Linked DNA regions of Mus musculus: region 1 is linked to region 2. The links are chromatin contacts, called in public Hi-C maps. All regions are on one chromosome and are shown on one strand. Each heading gives the region's core, a stretch centred on a gene start, on an enhancer-like site or on the middle of the called end of the contact. The rest is flanking DNA. Distances are from core to core; before and after follow the strand shown. Region 1 has its middle 77 kb from the start of Galnt18. Region 2 has its middle 19 kb from the start of Gm33098.

The links. A called contact is a pair of places that touch in the nucleus more often than the background predicts.
Region 1: a Hi-C map of cortical neurons shows a contact between it and region 2, with 1.9 times the contacts expected there. The contact joins two enhancer-like sites. A contact is called at or near these places in 1 of 15 datasets of contacts at CTCF or cohesin (the NIH/3T3 cell line), 8 of 484 Hi-C or Micro-C datasets (cardiomyocytes, cerebral cortex, cortical neurons and 4 more), 2 of 115 datasets of contacts at active chromatin or transcription factors (embryonic basal ganglia and embryonic fibroblasts) and 1 of 9 other capture datasets (embryonic stem cells).

Annotation. Positions count from the first base shown.
Region 1 is chr7:111,855,007-111,859,765 of GRCm38.p6, reverse strand. It overlaps the pseudogene Gm45588. Among named protein-coding and RNA genes, the nearest start is that of Galnt18, 77 kb to the right of the region's middle. Within about 2 kb of position 3,410, at least 8 of the 459 cell types and tissues checked have an H3K27ac peak or open chromatin away from gene starts, as enhancers often do. A contact at or near this core is called in cortical neurons, where this site is marked.
Region 2 is chr7:111,188,860-111,193,860 of GRCm38.p6, reverse strand. No RefSeq gene overlaps it. Among named protein-coding and RNA genes, the nearest start is that of Gm33098, 19 kb to the left of the region's middle. Within about 2 kb of position 1,995, at least 35 of the 459 cell types and tissues checked have an H3K27ac peak or open chromatin away from gene starts, as enhancers often do. A contact at or near this core is called in cortical neurons, where this site is marked.

The sequences.
Region 1 (4,759 bases), core at 2,161-4,660, 660 kb before region 2:
TACAAGTCACTCCACTAGGTAGCAACCCAACGCTCGCCTTGCTACCACACCTGGGGACCTGTGTTCTACTCTGTACCACTGAACATGAATCTTCTGGATATTTCATTATATATATATATGCATGTGTGTGTGTGTTTATGCACCATCCCTACCCTCACCCCTGTAGCATGTGTGTGTGTGTGTGTGTGTGTGTGTGTGTGTGTGTGTGTGTATGAGGCCAGAGGCCCACAATGGTTATCTTCCTTAATTGCTGTCCATACTACTTTATTGACAGGGTCTCTCACTGACACAGAGCTTGTGGCCTAGCTGCCTCCATAGTGCTGGGATTGCAGATAGGTGCCACTGTGCCTGGTGGTTTTTGTTGGTGCTGGAGAGCCACAGTAATGCTTTATTTTAACACTTTTATTTTATTTTATTTTATGTGTATGGGTATTCTGCCTGTATGTAGTATGTCTGTACAGCACACACATGCAGTGACCACAAAGACCAGAAATGGGTGATGGATTCTCATGTGACATTTGGAACCTGGTGTGTGTGTGTGTGTGTGTGTGTGTGTGTGTGTGTGTGCTGGGAATTGAACATGGGTCCTCTGGGAGAGCAGCCAATGCTCTTAACCACAGAGCCATCTCTCTAGCCCTGAACTTATGTTCTTATGCTTGGGTGATAAGCACTTAACTAACTGAGCTATACCCCTTGCCCCAGAACTTCATTCTTTTTAATCATTGAATAGTAGTTCACATATATGTGTGCCATAAGCTTTTTTTTTCAACCCAAGAAAAGGAATTTTATAAAAGCTGTTGCATAGATTCTAGAAAACATGGCCTGGAGCCCACACAGCCAGTGTGGGGTCTTGACTGGTGATTGTAGGGGAAGTAACCGAGTCTCAATCTCTTGTTTGTAAAATAAAAATAAAGAATCCTGTGCACATTTCAGATAATGTATACAAATCACTTAGCACAAACCAAATCACCTCCATGAAAACAGTGGTAATAAATACTATTTTATTATTATGGCCTGTGAAAAGTATGGCTTTTGCTTCTTCCTTATACACACTCAAATGAATGAACCCTTTTCTAAAACATCTCCTAAAATAATAAACCCTACAGCCATTGCAGTACATTGAGCTCCATAGAGACAGCACCGGGGCAAGTGAGAGCCTGATGGGCACTGGGCAACTTTATGCCTCGCAGAGGAAAATCAACTGAACACGGGCAAAGGAGATCCTAAGAAGCCGAGAAGCAAAATGTCCTCATATGCATTCTTCGTGCAAACCGCCAGGAGGAGCACAAGAAGAAGCATCCGGATGCTTCTGTCAACTTCTCAGAGTTCTCCAAGAAGTGCTCAGAGAGGTGGAAGACCATGACTGCTAAAGAAAAGGGGAAATTTGAAGATATGGCAAAGGCTGACAAGGCTCATTCTGAAAGAGAAAAATGAAAACCTACATCCGCCCTAAAGGGGAGACCAAAAAGAGGTTCAAGGACCTCAATGCACCCAAGAGGCATCCTTCAGCCTTCTTCTTGTTCTGATCTGAGTACCACCCCCAAATCAAAGGTGAGCATCCTGGCTTATCCATTGGTGATGTTGCAAAGAAACTAGGAGAGATGTGGAACAACACTGCAGTGAATGACAAGCAGCCCTATGAGAAGAAGGCTGCCAAGCTGAAGGAGAAGTACGAGAAGGATATTGCTGCCTACAGAGCTAAAGGAAAACCTGATGCAGCGAAAAAGGGGGTGGTCAAGGCTGAAAAGAGCAAGAAAAAGAAGGAAGAGGAAGATGATGAGGAGGATGAAGAAGATGAGGAAGAGGAAGATGGAGATGATGAAAATGATGATGAATAAATTGGTTCTAGCACAGTTTTTTTTTCTTGTCTATAAAGCATTGAACCCCCTGTACACAACTCACTCCTTTTAAAGAAAAAAATTGAAATGTAAAATTTGTTTTTAAGCTGTACAGTGTCTTTTTTGTTTGTTTGTTTGTATGGTTAACACACTACCGAATGTGTCTTTAGACAGCCCTGTCCTGGTGGTGTTTTCAATAGCCACTAACCTTGCCTGGTACAGTCTGGGGGTTGTAAATTGGCATGGCAATTTAAAGCAGGTTCTTGTTGGTGCACATCACAAATTAGTTATATATGGGGACAGTAGTTTGTTTCTTGTTTTTTTTTCTTTTGGTTTTATTTTTGGGTTTTATTTATTTTTTCATCTTCAGTTGTCTCTGATGCAGCTTATACAAAGATAATTTTTGTTCTGTTAACTGAATACCACTCTGTAATTGCAAAAAAAAAAAAAATGTGGCTGTTTTGTTGACATTCTGAATGCTTCTAAGTAAATACAATTTTTTTAAATTAAAAAAATAATAAATAAACCCAGGTTGCTGCTTTGAACGTATTCTCAATCAGTTCCTGCCTGCAATGGTCTTCTGAGGGAAGGTGATGTCTCCCTTCCTCCTGGAGACTGGCACTCCCCAGGTCCCTCTGACCTGACATCCTGTTGACAGCGGCTGGCTTTAAGGATTTCCTTCCCAAGCAGAACCTTGTGCTGTTGAGACGCAGTGGTGCCAGGTGGCTGAAGGCTATGCTGATTAGTAGGGATAAGATGGCGTTCCTTTTGCACCTGTGGCCATTGACGCTAACTAGATCCCTGAGGAGCTGAGCCCTTGCCATGGGAACCAATTACAGACAGAGAGGGTGTTACGGTGCTGGTGAAGTAGACTCACCTGGTTTCTAGTCTGGCCTCTGCCATTTACAGGGCAAATGGCTTGATTGATGGGAAAGGGTGGGGATTCCCATGGAGAAGCGGAGAGGACGGCATCCTGCATCCTCTGTGGGAGAGGCACTGTGGGCCAGCACTGTAGGGCTGGCACCTCTAACTCAGATGTCTGTGGTGCACTAGCCTGTCCTCCCCAACGCTCTGCCTCCCGTACTCAGGACACCCTGAAGTGAGAGACACTGGTGTGTCTTAACTAAGGGTATAATGTATATGGAACATATCCCAGACCTCCCTTCCCCTCTTTACCTCCCCACCCCTTACCCCTTTCTCCTCTTTTTTTCTCCTATTTCTATTCTTTTTCCTTTACTTTCATGCCATGGATACCTATGTGATTCTATGTATCTATTAAACCTTGGTGCCATAAAAAAAGAGAAAGCATTATTTGTCTTTCTGAGACTGGTTTAGTCATTTAATCTAGTCATCTCTAGCTATGCTGGTTTCCTGCAAATGACTTAACCGTCATTCCATCGTGGATGCAGGCCCCATTGTCTCTAATCAGCCTCTGCTGATAATTGCCCAGGTTGGTTCTCTAGTTGCTTGTCACGAAAAGCACTTTGGGGACACGGTGTGCTGGTATCCCTGTGATATGTTGACATGGAGTCTTTTGGGAGTGGTATAGCTGGGTTGTGTGGAAGATCTAATTTTAGTTTTTGGTGTATCTTTTAAAGTCACCCTTAGCAACCGAGGAGCTGGGCGATTTTCGCTTCAGTATAGTTAAGGTTTGATAACTCTCCGCACAGGCTTCCAACTGGCAGGCGTAACCTTGAGAGGTGGTTCTGTCCCTGTTCTTTAAAATGTTTTACTCTCTCCTGAGACATATATTTTTGTTATTGCTGTTGTTGTTGTTTTGTGCAGGAACAACCTTTTCTATCAGAATGACCTTCACCCATTGTTGAGGTACCCTGAGAATTCAGATGTGTGCATTGCATTTAGACTTGGCTCTTGCCTTGAGTGCAGCAGAGAACTAGCAAGCTGTTGTCATGGGCATCCCGGGACCACTCTGTGGTCCCTACTCCTACAGGAGTGGTTGCATCTACTTGGGGGCCGCACTGATGTGATAATTACTCTATTAATGATGGCCTCTCACAGCCCCAGTCTTCAGTTACTCTTAAAATCCCCTTTGCGTCTGCCAAATGGTGTAGCCTAGCTCCATTTCACAGACACCCAGACTCCGAGATTCATTGGCCATCAGATCGCCTATCATGAACACAGACTCAGACATTGCTTGACTAAGAGACAGCCCCTTTGGGTCAGAATCCATGTTTTCTGACTTGGTCCAGGGCTCCATTTACTTCCTTACTGTGAACTTGAAAGTGAGGGAGTTCACAGTAACTCCTCTTGACTTAGTGTGGTTGTTTGTGATATAGTTGCATGAACGCTACTTAATTGATTCTCTGCTTCCACCCCTCTCTTTCTCTGCAAGTCTGAGCTGGAGCAGGGCATGCTTGGTAGGCGTGGGGCACACAGGTGGCTCATTGCCTTGTGCCCTAGGGCTGCAGTAAATTGCTATTATCTGGTCTCCAGCCTCTGGCAGAGATGGGGAGGGGAGGCCGAGAAAGTGACATTTCTGTAAATAACCACACCTGGTTCTGAGAGCAGGAGGATTGGCATGTCCCTGTAGCCTCATCAATTCCCATCAACCTTTTGCAGGGGGAGCCCCAGGGGAGAGACTGTCTTCACACCTTTATGGTTATTTATAGCCACCTCATCTCGTCCACACTCAGGGGGGTTCTGGTTCAATTGGTAACAGTCTCCTTCCACATGGGCTTAGAACCTTCCGGGAACATGTTGCTTAGCCCTCTACTACACAGACCAGAGGGCATAGCAGCCACTGAGTCAAAGTGAGGACAGGAAGAGGAGACTTGGATATGAGGCCTGAATTTCTCAGCTTTGTATATCTGTCTCTCAGGGCTAATTGGCTAGCCAGTGTCAGGGTTCAATGACCATGATTTACAAGCAAATGGCCTGGGTTCAGAACACTGATGGCTGTT
Region 2 (5,001 bases), core at 746-3,245:
AATCAGAAGTGCAGAGCTAGACACAACAGGAATAGAAAACGAATTAAAAGTACCAAGCAGGGGGTGTGGGGAGACAAGGCCTTAAAACTGTTGCTGTTAACATGGGTTTTGTAGACCTCTCACTGTTTCATCTAGCTATCCACGGCAGTCCACAGAATTTAAAAAAAATATTCCAAAGAGTAATGGGCAGTGGAAATTCTGGATTTGTCTCAGGTTGTGTTCAAGTCTGGCTCCAATCACTGGAGGTGAGTCTGCAACACCCAGCCACTTTCTGTCCAATTTAGAGAATGGTATTTTAGTATTAGTTTGGGTTTCTGTGGAGGGTTTTGGTGGTAGCAGTGGTAGTGGTGTGTGTGTGTGTGTGAGAGAGAGAGAGAGAGAGAGAGAGAGAGAGAGAGAGAGAGAGAGAGATCTATTTATTTTTTATTTTGATTACATTTATTCACTTACTCTTACACTCACATGTGGAGCTCAAAGGACAACATTCAAGAGTCAGTTCTGATCTTTCATGGAGTGGGACCCAAGGATTGAACCCAGGTAGTCCAGTTTGGTGGCAAAGGACCTTTACCCTCTGAGCCATCTAGCCAGCTCAGTGGTGTTAGTTTAAACGAGTGTGCTTTGCTTGGGTTCTCTAGAACATCAAAGAACTGGGTGACAGCATGGATAATTAAACTCTAATTTTAGAACTTTTTAAATTGCTAAATTGCTTTTGTGTGCTTTCCAAAAGAGTTTCTGATCTGCTTCCTGGCTCTTGGATTTTTTTTTAATCTATTATTGCCTTTTCCCGATCCTTTCAACTCCAAATGCTTCCTTTAAATTCTGTTTGTGCTTCTCACATCTGACCTCTGCTTCCCAGGTGGAGCTTGACTGTATCTCTGCCACGATCTCAGAAAAGGCCCAGGACTTTTCAACACTAGGAAGAGGAATGAGAGAGAGAGACCTTGGAGCTTTTCCTAAGAGAACGAAGAAAACTCAAATGATAAAGAGAAATTATCAATTGCTACTAAAATCTAGAACAAGAACTTCTTCATTGTGCCTTATTGAGATGTTCATTCTAAATTGTTACCATTTGGAATATATTTAGTAATCATTCAGATTATCTTTGTAGAGGATTTTATGGACTAAGTGGGATCACTTGACCTGATCTCACACAGGCTTTTGATCACCTGATGTGTGAGACTTTCTCCCTGAGATCTTTATTTAATTGGTTGGGTATAGTACGGATGTAGAGACTTCCCAGCCTGTTCTGGAAGGCTGCAAATTCTGAGCCACACTGGGCTGAGTCATGCCACAGTATCCACTCTGAAGACACCTCAAAAAAAGAAAAAAAATCCAAATCCACAACAGAATCCAAGGACTAAAATCACTTGGTGTCTTGATAGTATGAACTCAGGATCCCTAAATTTCTCTCTTTAGTTTGCAGTGGGTTCCCAAAATGGCATACAGTGTACACAAGAGTAGTTTGGGTGGCTGGTGACTCTCCTTCATCATGGCTGCCCTCTTTATGATGAAAATGCTCATTTCTTGTGAAGCAGTATATTTGTGCCGTCCACTTCAGAGTCACCCTGCTTGTTCAGACAAATGGGTTCTCTAAGCCTTTTGAGGGGTGCTGGTGATTGAACCCCATATGTGCACTACAGAAGTACAATCCCAGCCCACCCTGAACTTTTGAATCAGGGAACTGGATGTTCAGGCCCTGGCAGCTCATCTCCCATACGTAGTCAGAAGGTGTCTTGTGAATATATGTGCACTGCCCCTTCACCAGTAGCAATGGCCCTGGCCCTCATGAAGAAGCACATGCTTGGAAATGAATCAAGTCCCACTGCTGAGACTCGAGATGGATAGGAGCAGTGGGATGTAATTAGTAAAACAGATAGTGGCTCTGCAAAGGAGGCTGTGAACCAGAGCCAAAGCTGGGACTGAACAGGACAGAGCACAGACCAACAGAGTGTGCGTGCTGGTGCAGTGATGCAGAGCTGAAACATCAGAGACAGCCAGGCCAACATGGAGCCGTGCTGGCCTGAGTCCCAGAATGGAATGCAGGGCTGAGCCCAGATAGGAGGAGCCACAGAGGGAGCAAGAAGGCAGCCTTTTGAGGTACCCTGATTTTCTTAAAGAGTTTTTTAGGTGTGTGTGTGTGTGTGTGTGTGTGTGTGTGTGTGTGTGTGTGTGTGTGTATACGCATGTGTATGTATGAATGCAAGTGCCCATGGAGGCCAGAAGACATCATCGGTTCCCTAGAGCTAGAGTAGGTAGTTGTGAGCTTAGACCTGAACTCAGGTTCCTCAAGAATAGTATGTACTCTTAACCAGTGAGCCATCTTGCCAGTCCCAAACATTTTGATTTAAACTAAGGCCACCAGTCCTACCCCTAGATTCAATCTGACCTCTGGTGCTGTGCACAGCTAGATTTATAACCTTGACAGGAGCCAGCCAGTGTGGGTGTGGTCAGACCATTATACATGAGTTCAGCTCAGACTCTGAGCCACAAACAGCACACTCAAAATGCTCTCCCACCTGCACACATACTCAGAGTCTGGGCCTGGCAGAAGAAGGAAAGCAAAGCAGTTCTGTTGTTTTCCTGTGTGTATCTGTGTGTGTGTGTGTGTGTGTGTGTGTGTGTGTGTGTGTGTGTACATGTACATGTGTGTATACACATGTGTGCATAGGTACATAGATGTGTGTGTGTCAAAAGAGACTCTCGGTGCTGTCTTGCCTTCTGTTTTTCATTTGTGACAGGTTCCCTCATTGGCCTAGAACTTCACCAAGTAGGCTGGGCTAGCTGACGGGCAAGCATCCAGAGGTCCACCTGTCTCCACACTCCATCTTGCAGTCCTGGGACTGCAGGTGTGCACTGCTATGCCCAGGTTTTTAATGTGGGTTCTGAGGTTCTGAAATAAGGTTCTTAGGACTTCCAGGCAAATCATTTGTTGACTAAGCCATCACCTCAGCCTCCAGAACTAACAGTTTTGAGCTAACATATGAGATATGGACACAAAATCCATCTTTACTACTAATGAGAAATGCAAATTATCCTTTTTCCTATATGTGCTAGTATGCTTTCCGTTGTTATGATAAAAACACTCTAGCAAAAGCAGTCTTACGAGGAAAAGGTTTGTTTGGCTTACACATCCCGATCACAATCCATCACTGAGAGAGTCAGGACAGGAACTCAGAAACATGTTGCTTCCTGGCTGGCTCACTGGCTTGCGCTCAGCTAGCTTTCTTATACGTCCCAGGCCCACCTGCCTGGAGACAGCACTGCCCACAACAGGCCCTTCAGGCAATTCCTCTCAGACATGGCCACAGGTGGGTCTGAGCAAGGCAGTTTTTTAGTTGAGGTTCCTGCTTCCCAGATGACCCTAGGTTTGTGTCAATTTGACAGTAAGAACTAACCAGACACTGTACATTTAGAATAACCCTCCTCTACAGATCAGACCAGATCAGGCCTGGTTTGTTTTTATATATATTTATTACATGTTGCGTGTGCATGCATGCGGAAGTCAAACTACAATTCTCAGGAGTGAGTTTTCTCCTTCCTCCATGTGGTTCCAGTCCGGAACTTCAGTCACCAAGGGAAAAGCACCTTCACACACTGAACCATCGCTCTGGCCCCAGACCTGGTCCTTCCCAACCATTCCCTTTATGCCTATAAACCATCTGAGGAAGGCTGAATGCTCCACAAAGGAGGAATATAGGGGGGAAAGTGAGGCTATATTTTAAACCACCATTGTAAAGAACAACAAAATCAAAAACAGAAAAAAGTAAGAAACGCTTGGTTTGAAAACTGAAGATGTGTTGACTCACTTAACTAGAATCCAGAGTTAGGGTAGATTTGAGGCCCTATCAAAAACCCAGTATCTTCCTGCCTTTTGCTGTTATTCGTAGGATCATTTTTAAATTGTTTTCCTCATGGTCACAGGGACAACTGCCAAAAGCACTGACGGTTATATGAGTCCTTGTTTAGATCTAGCCAGAGTTTTAAAATCACTGAATTTTTTTAAAGTTTTATGAATGTATCTTATGTATGCTGACCACCTCCCCCTCATACTGTCCTGCCCTCCCTTTTCTTGTCCCTTCTGATCCTGTTAGTCCCTGCAGTCCCCGAAAATGGTTCCACTTATGCTCTCAGGTCATATATGCAAATATGTCATTGTATATCTATATAAATTCTAGAAACAACAAATTAAAGAAAACACAGCATATTTGTCTTTCTGAGACTGGCTGAATATGATTATCTCCAGTTATATCCACTTTCCTACCAACAACATGACTGGAAAAATCCCATTGTGTGTTGAAACCATGTTTTCTTTCTCCATTCCCCCATGGCTGGGCACCTGTGTTGGTTCCATGACTTAACTGTTGTGAACAGAAGCCCCAGGGAACACCAGGGCACAAGCATCTCTGTGATGTGTTGACTTGGATGGAGTCCTTCAGGTAAATACCCAGGAGTGGGCACCTACGAGGTATTGTTAGGTTTTTGAGAAACCACCATCCTGTCTTCCACAGCAGCTGGCCTAGTTTACATTCCCACTCTTCCCTGTCGTCCACATCCTCATCAGCATTTGTTGTTACTGTCACTTGTTTCCTTCATGACTGCCTTTCTGTCTGGGGTAAGATGAATCCTGATGTAATTTTAATATGCATTTCTTTTTCTGATAGTACAATTGAGCATTTTTTTCATACATTTATTGGCTATTTCTACTTTGTCTTTCAAGAAACGTGTTAGTTTTATTAGCCTATTTATTAATTGGGGATTTTTTTAAGATTTCATTTATTTATTTATTTATTTATTTATTTATTTGTTTATTTTATGAATGTGGGTACACTGTAGCTGTACAGATGGTTGAGCCTTCATGTGGTTGTTGGGAATTGAATTTTTAAGACCTCTGCTTGCTCTGGTCAACCCCACTCTCGCTCAGTCCCTGCTTGCTCTGGTCCAAAGATTTATTTATTATTATACATAAGTACATTGTAGCTGACTTCAGACACACCAGAAGAG